Regions from separate parts of the Mus musculus genome. Here region 1 is linked to region 2. The links are chromatin contacts, called in public promoter capture Hi-C maps. All regions are on one chromosome and are shown on one strand. Each heading gives the region's core, a stretch centred on a gene start, on an enhancer-like site or on the middle of the called end of the contact. The rest is flanking DNA. Distances are from core to core; before and after follow the strand shown. Region 1 overlaps Phldb1 (pleckstrin homology like domain, family B, member 1). Region 2 has its middle 14 kb from the start of Cxcr5.

Region 1 (3,150 bases), core at 476-2,975, 170 kb before region 2:
TAAAAATTCGTTGCTGCCCCCTTTTTATAAATGGAGCTTTGGCTCTGGCCCCCAAAACCACACTCCCAGATTCTGTGCCAGATTAACCCTATGCTTGCCGACCAGGCCTGCACTAACGCCCCCTCTAATCACTGTCCTGGGCTCTTCGCATGCCCCTAACTGCCAGGCCGCCCAGGCAGGGCTGACTTAGGCCAGCTTTACTAACTCCATGGGTACCTTTGTGCCCTTGGCCTCTCCCCTCTAATGTTGCCTTCTTTTCTTGGTGTGGGTCCCCATTATCAGAAGGGAACTGGCAGAAAGGCACAGCTAAATTTTGCTTAGTGGAACACTGACAGGAGGAGTATAAGAGTGTGTGTGTGTGTGTGTGTGTGTGTGTTTTGCGGGGAGATGTGCATGACCAAGGAGATGTTCTGCCCAAACAGCGCCTCCTACTGGAAAGGTCTGGGCTTTGCCTCCATAATGTTGCCTGTTTACTGAAGGGCAGGGATTGGAGGTGCAGTGAACTGTTTGTCCCTTCTGCTTAGCCCTCCAGAGCTGAGTAATAAGGAGGTCAGATGTGGGCACAGTCTTGGAGAGCTTGAAGAGGCCCTTTCTGAGTGGCTGGCTACCCATTCTTGCTTCCCTGAATTCAGATGTTCCTTTCCCTACCTCTACCCTGGAGGCCACCTAGAACACAGGATAATTTCAAGGCAGAAGCATCTAGACTTCAGGACTGGCTTGACCAAGGCCTTCCCTCCAGGATGGGTGGGTGAACTGGGCTGGTGCAGCACAGGGGAAAGGCATTCCACAAGCAGCTTGGCTAGCCTCACTTAGCTGAGATTGCTCCTAGGACTTTGCCTTCCCTCCGGTCCAGGTGTTTGAGGCGTGATAGTGAAGTGGTGGTGGTGGTGGTGGTGGTGGTGCTGATGCTGTTGGTGGTGTTGGGAAGGTTCTCTTGACTTTCCCGCCCAGCTTCCAGCCCATGGCCCCACTCTGGCTTTGGAATCAGTAATCACAGTGTCTCCTCTGCATGTCCTTCAGAGGGGTGACTCACCAACTCCTCCCTCGTCCCCCTTTCCGCCCTCAGAGGTGTCATCTCACCCCAGACAGAGCCATCCACCTCCTCCCTGTATCCACTCCTGGGGCTCCTATTACCATGGCAACGGGCCGAACTAATTGCAACCCTCATCCCTACTGAAGTTCAGCCTGCTTTGCTGGCACCCCACCTCCACCCTGGGCAGGAGGGGAGGGAGGCCATGGGGGTTGGGCTGGGGTCCCCTTGCTGCACTGCTGTAACTCTAACAACTTTAGCTCCACGTTTACTCCCCAGTCCTATATTTAACTCTTCCCACCATCCCCATTTTTCCCAGGGTTAAATTTTGGTCTCGGAACAGTGATAGAACTCAAGGCTTGGTACTTGCCTTCTTGCATCGGCTTTAACTTTAGTTTGAAGCGGAACCGGAAGGTCCCGTCTTAGGACCTTCCAAAACATTTCTAAAGGGACCAACATTTCCACCCTGCCCCCACACCTCTGCCTTTGTTACACCGTCCCCTGCCTGAGTCCCGTCTTAAACCTCTGTTTCTTCTCCTGCTCTCTTCCGTCTCGCTGCTTGCCCCCCAACTCCCGGTGTACTCCTGTGCTCGCCCCTGCCCCCCGCGCCGGGCCGGAGTTGAGGAGTGTGTGTTCTCTCTCCCCTGTGCCCCGCCTCCCTCCCCTCCCGCCGACCAGGAGAGGGCGGAGCTGGCCGCGGGACGGAGGCACCTGGAGGCCCGCCAGGCGCTCTACGCCGAGCTCCAGACGCAGCTCGATAACTGCCCCGAGTCAGTGCGGGAACAGTTACAGGAGCAGCTGAGAAGGGTCAGTTCCACCAGCCCCCTCCCCGGCCCCCGTGGGCCACCGCCCTGACCGAAGATAGGAGAGCGGTGGGACAGGACCACCTGGCCCCTGCAGTACTTGCCGGACAACAGGGTCGGTGCAGAGGCTTGGAAGGGGACCAGCAATGTTGGGTGGGATCAGTGCTCCAGATCGCGATGTCCCGCGAAAAGGGCTCAGCCAAAAAAGTAGAGGGAGTTGGGCGGTGGGGCCGGTTCCTTCCCCAGTTTCCCCGGGTCCAGCCCCACCTAACTCCTGACTTTGTGGCCTGGCCTTCCTGGCCCAGAGTGGCTTTGAGAGCATCCCCACACCCAAACACGATGTCACTGTCGTTGAAGGAGGCAGACGCTCTAGAGACTGAGACAAAGCTCTTTGAGGACCTGGAGTTCCAGCAGCTGGAGCGTGAGAGTCGCGTGGAGGAGGAGCGGGAGCTGGCCGGCCAAGGGCTGCTGCGGAGCAAGGCTGAGTTGCTGCGCAGTGTGAGCAAGAGGAAGGTGCGCACTGCTCACTCCTGCATAGCCTGAGTGCAGGATGGAGGCTAGTAACCAGGGGTTGAGTCACATTCTGTGAACGACACAAAAGACATCTTTTTGTGTCTCCGTTACTTAATGACTGTCAGTAAGAATGAGAACTATAGGGCTGGTGTGGAATTAATGTGGAAAGGCAGAAGAGCGGATGATGATGGCTCAGCAAGGAGAGTTAGTTTTACTAAACCCTGGCTCTCCGAAGTCTCTCAAGGGAAAGTGTAATTGCTCACACTGAGAGCTCTCAGTAGTGTGTCCAGGAAAAGAGTGTGGAGGAGGAGTCTGCAGCTGAGGTGCCTTGCTACTGCCCTTGAATGTCTTCTTATGGTGTTGGAGATCTAGCCCAGAGCCTTCTGAATGCTAAGCACATATCTGCCATTCAGCTATATCTCTGTCATTCCGCTTCATCTCTGTCCATGCCCTTCTAGAGCTGTTGGAGGTTCTGGGATACACTCAGAGACCTAAGATCTGGAGGCTAGCCTTGCTAGGAAGTTATCCACCTGGGTTCCTGCTTTGGTCCCACTCGGTCTATCTGCAAAGAGAGAAGATGGAGCATTGTCCCTGATCAGCTCAGATTTGCTAAAGCTGTAGTCTCAGCCACACCAAGCATAGACAGTGACAGAGGATGGGCCATGTGTTAGCATCGAGAAGCAGGAAAGGGTTAGGGGCGTGGCTTAGGTGATGCCAGAGTCTATGGCTAACACCAAGGCCCATATAACATGCAGTTTCCTGGCTTCAGTGTATGTGGAAGATAAGGACAGCGAAGTCTGGGCC
Region 2 (3,266 bases), core at 318-2,817:
ATGAGACCATCCTAAGTGAAAAGTGTTCCAAAATTACATGTAACTTAGGATTAGTAACTTACAAGTAGTATAAAGAAGAAAAAAGGTGGGGGGCTGGAGATGGGAATCGGCAGCTAAGAGCACTTGCTGCTTGGTCTTCTGGAGGTCCAGTTCAGCTCCCAGTACTGCTTGTCACATGGTATAATCGTGTGTAACTCCAGCTACAGAGGCTGCGATGCCTCTTGCCCATGTACCTGCACTCACATGCACATAACACCAGCAGACATACAGGTCTACACATACATTTTTTGTTACGTTTTTTGAGACAGGGTTTCTCTGTGTAGCCCTGGCTGTCTGGGAACTCACTCTGTAGACCAGGCTAGCCTCAACTCAGAGATCTGCCTGCCTCTGCCTCCCAAGTGCTGGGATTAAAGGCAAGTGCCACCAGCACCAGGCTCAAAATATTTTTAAATTAATTCATTAAAAAGATAAAAACTACTGCTAAGGCAGTTGTTGCTCTTCCAAAGAAGCCAGGTTCAAGTCCCAGCACCTACATGGAGTTCACAAGCTTCAATCCCAGGGGATCCGACCCCTACATCTCACCTCTTAGAGAACTAGGCACGCAGGTAGTGTGCATAGACATAGGCAAACAACCCATATACATACAGTATAAACAGAATTTAAAGATTAAAATAATAAATGAATAAAATTTTAAAACAATGTATTCTCAGGCTGGAAAGGCAGCTCAGTTGGCTGCTCTTACTAAAGACACAGGTTCAATTTCTAGCACTCACACGAGGCTCACAACTACCTGTAACTCCAGACCAGGGGATCCAACACCCTCTTCTAATCTTCACAGACTCCTGTACACATATAGTACACAGACATGCACGTAAAAATAGACACACAGGCACACACACATAAAAAGCAAATTAGGAAGTGATGAGTTGGCTCAGTGGTTAAAAGCACTGGCTGATCTTCCAGAGGAACTAGTATTTGGTTCCCAGTGTCTACCGGAGACTCACAACCATCTGTAATGTAACTCCTGTCCTGGGGGATCCAAGGCTCCCTTCTGACTTGTCTGGATACTTACACAACATGTGGTGTGCACACACACACACATGCAGGCAAACACTCATGCACATAAAGTAATAAAATAAATCTAAATATTTTTTATTTCAATAACTTTAAAGAAAAATCATGTGTACTCATGATGTAGAATTATATTTTTCAGAAATAATTAAAAGAAGCCATTTGAGCTGGGCAGTGGTGGCACACACCTTTAATTCCAGCACTTGGGAGGCAGAGGCAGGTGGATTTCTGAGTTCCAGATCAGCCTGGTCTACAGAGTGAGTTCCAGGACGGCCAGGGATACACAGAGAAACCCTGTCTCGAAAGACCAAAAAAAAAAAAAAAAAAAAAAAAAAAAAAAAAAAAGCCATTTGAAAAAAATTCTTTCCCTCCCTGGGTTCTAGTTGCTTTTACTTAAACACAAATGTGTAGCTCACAGAGAGGCCTGGTGTGTACCCTGCCCTCAGAAGCTATGACTAAAGTGACACATTCCAGTGCCCTTTGCCAGTTCTGAGAGTAAATTGGTAAGAAGAAGAACACCTGTGCCCTTTGCCCTGTGCCCAGCAGTGCTGTAGGCAGCTGCCATCTGAGACCTCCAGCTGCCTCCCAGGGCCAGTGTGACTGGGGAAAAGCCCGGAGTGAGGCTGGGCTCCCCCAGTGTCCTCTTCTCTCAAATACACAGTACCCACCACTCACTCACAGTTCAGTAATCATGGATCAGAGGGGCCCTCATTAGCTGCTGGGGTCATTTCTGAGGCTTTCTCTTTGATATCTTCCCAACTCAGCCTCCTCAGACAAGAACTCAATTATTTGAGTTTCCCCCCTGCAGTTGACCAGAGCCTGTCTCCAGGACAGCAAGTTCATTTTCTAGGCACTGGGCTGGGTCATGGTGTTCGGTCCATTGTCTTGTTCTCTTCCCCATCCCAAGTCTGGGAAGTCTAAATCATTAAGTGTTTTATGGTGAACTAACTAGGCCCTGTGAGTTGCCCTCCTGTGGAGCTAGCTTCCATGCCTCTCTGGCTCTAGTCTCAGTGGTACCTGCTCTGTGGCAGCTGAAGACCCTGGAGGATTGTGGGATTGCATTGCTGCCTGAAGAATTCTGCCTGTCTTGGTTAGTCTCCTAGGTCCCTTGCTTAAGGGAATGTAGGATTTCAGGCAAGTGTTCTTCCCCCCACAACCAGCCCCCCATGATTGTTAGAGACAGAACCGAGGGCCTCAAGCCTATTGTGGATGTACAACCACTGCTGCAGGAATCGAAGGTTAAAGGCTTATTTCCCACGCTTTTGTTCATCCTTCAACAAACTTTGCTGCATATTGAGTCTGCCTATGAACCTGGCACTGTGAGGGTGGTTAAGCAGCAAGGCAGGGAGATGGCTCATTGGGTGAAGGCACTCGCCACGGAGCCTGTCGGCCTGAGGACCCGTACCGGAGAAAGAAAGAACCGACTCCTGCAAAGCTCCCTCTGACCTCCACCTCCACCTCCACCTCCACCTCCACCTCCACCTCCACCTCCACCTCCACCTCCACCTCCACCTCCACCTCCACCTCCACCATGGCATTCACGCTCTCCCCTCCATGAATAAGCGAATGGAAAACTTCTAAACAATGTTTTCAATAGAGGAGGAAGCATTTGGCAACTCCATACCCATCTCCACAGGAAAGTCAGTGCCTACCCTCCCCCACCGGGGGAGGCCTGCCTGGATAAACCCATGGGCACAGCTGCCCAGCACCCACTAGACACTGTGCACACTCGCAAGCCTCCTTTCCAGGTAGGAGTTATACTGTGTACACACAAGGAAGGGCACAGACACTTGCCAAGCGTCATGGGGTTACTGACCAGCAAAGCTTCCATACAAACCTTCAGTTCCAAGTCCCAACCTTGCTGGGAGCCTCAACATGAGCTTTACAGGCAGGGGCCCTGTACACCAGAACCCCCCCCCCTTTTCTGTCCATCAGTCCATCCATCCACTCGGTCAATCAAAGACGATGATTGGAGCACCTATGGTGTGTAAAACTTTGGGGACAAGAGGGGAAGAATGGGTCACAAACAGCTTTGCCACTAGAGCCTCTCACAACCTAGCAAGAGTGTGTAATTCTTCCATAACGTGAAAATAAGGTAGGGCATGAGAAAATGCTGGAAAAGAACCAGGTCAAGGTGGGGCAGGCGCCTCCTTGACTTTAGAGACTGTGGAGGAAGGCAGGCCCACTGAGGTGGC

The links. Capture Hi-C pulls out chosen DNA fragments and counts their contacts.
Region 1: a promoter capture Hi-C map of liver shows a contact between it and region 2. The contact joins two enhancer-like sites. A contact is called at or near these places in 3 of 115 datasets of contacts at active chromatin or transcription factors (effector CD8 T cells, embryonic stem cells and pancreatic cancer cells) and 3 of 9 other capture datasets (adipose tissue, liver and pancreatic islet).

Annotation. Positions count from the first base shown.
Region 1 is chr9:44,707,081-44,710,230 of GRCm38.p6, reverse strand. It overlaps Phldb1 (pleckstrin homology like domain, family B, member 1), which reads left to right. Exons shown (of 22, transcript NM_153537.4): 10 at 2,191-2,346. Among named protein-coding and RNA genes, the nearest start is that of Phldb1, 27 kb to the left of the region's middle. Within about 2 kb of position 1,725, at least 128 of the 459 cell types and tissues checked have an H3K27ac peak or open chromatin away from gene starts, as enhancers often do. A contact at or near this core is called in liver, where this site is marked.
Region 2 is chr9:44,538,547-44,541,812 of GRCm38.p6, reverse strand. No RefSeq gene overlaps it. Among named protein-coding and RNA genes, the nearest start is that of Cxcr5, 14 kb to the right of the region's middle. Within about 2 kb of position 1,567, at least 17 of the 459 cell types and tissues checked have an H3K27ac peak or open chromatin away from gene starts, as enhancers often do. A contact at or near this core is called in liver, where this site is marked.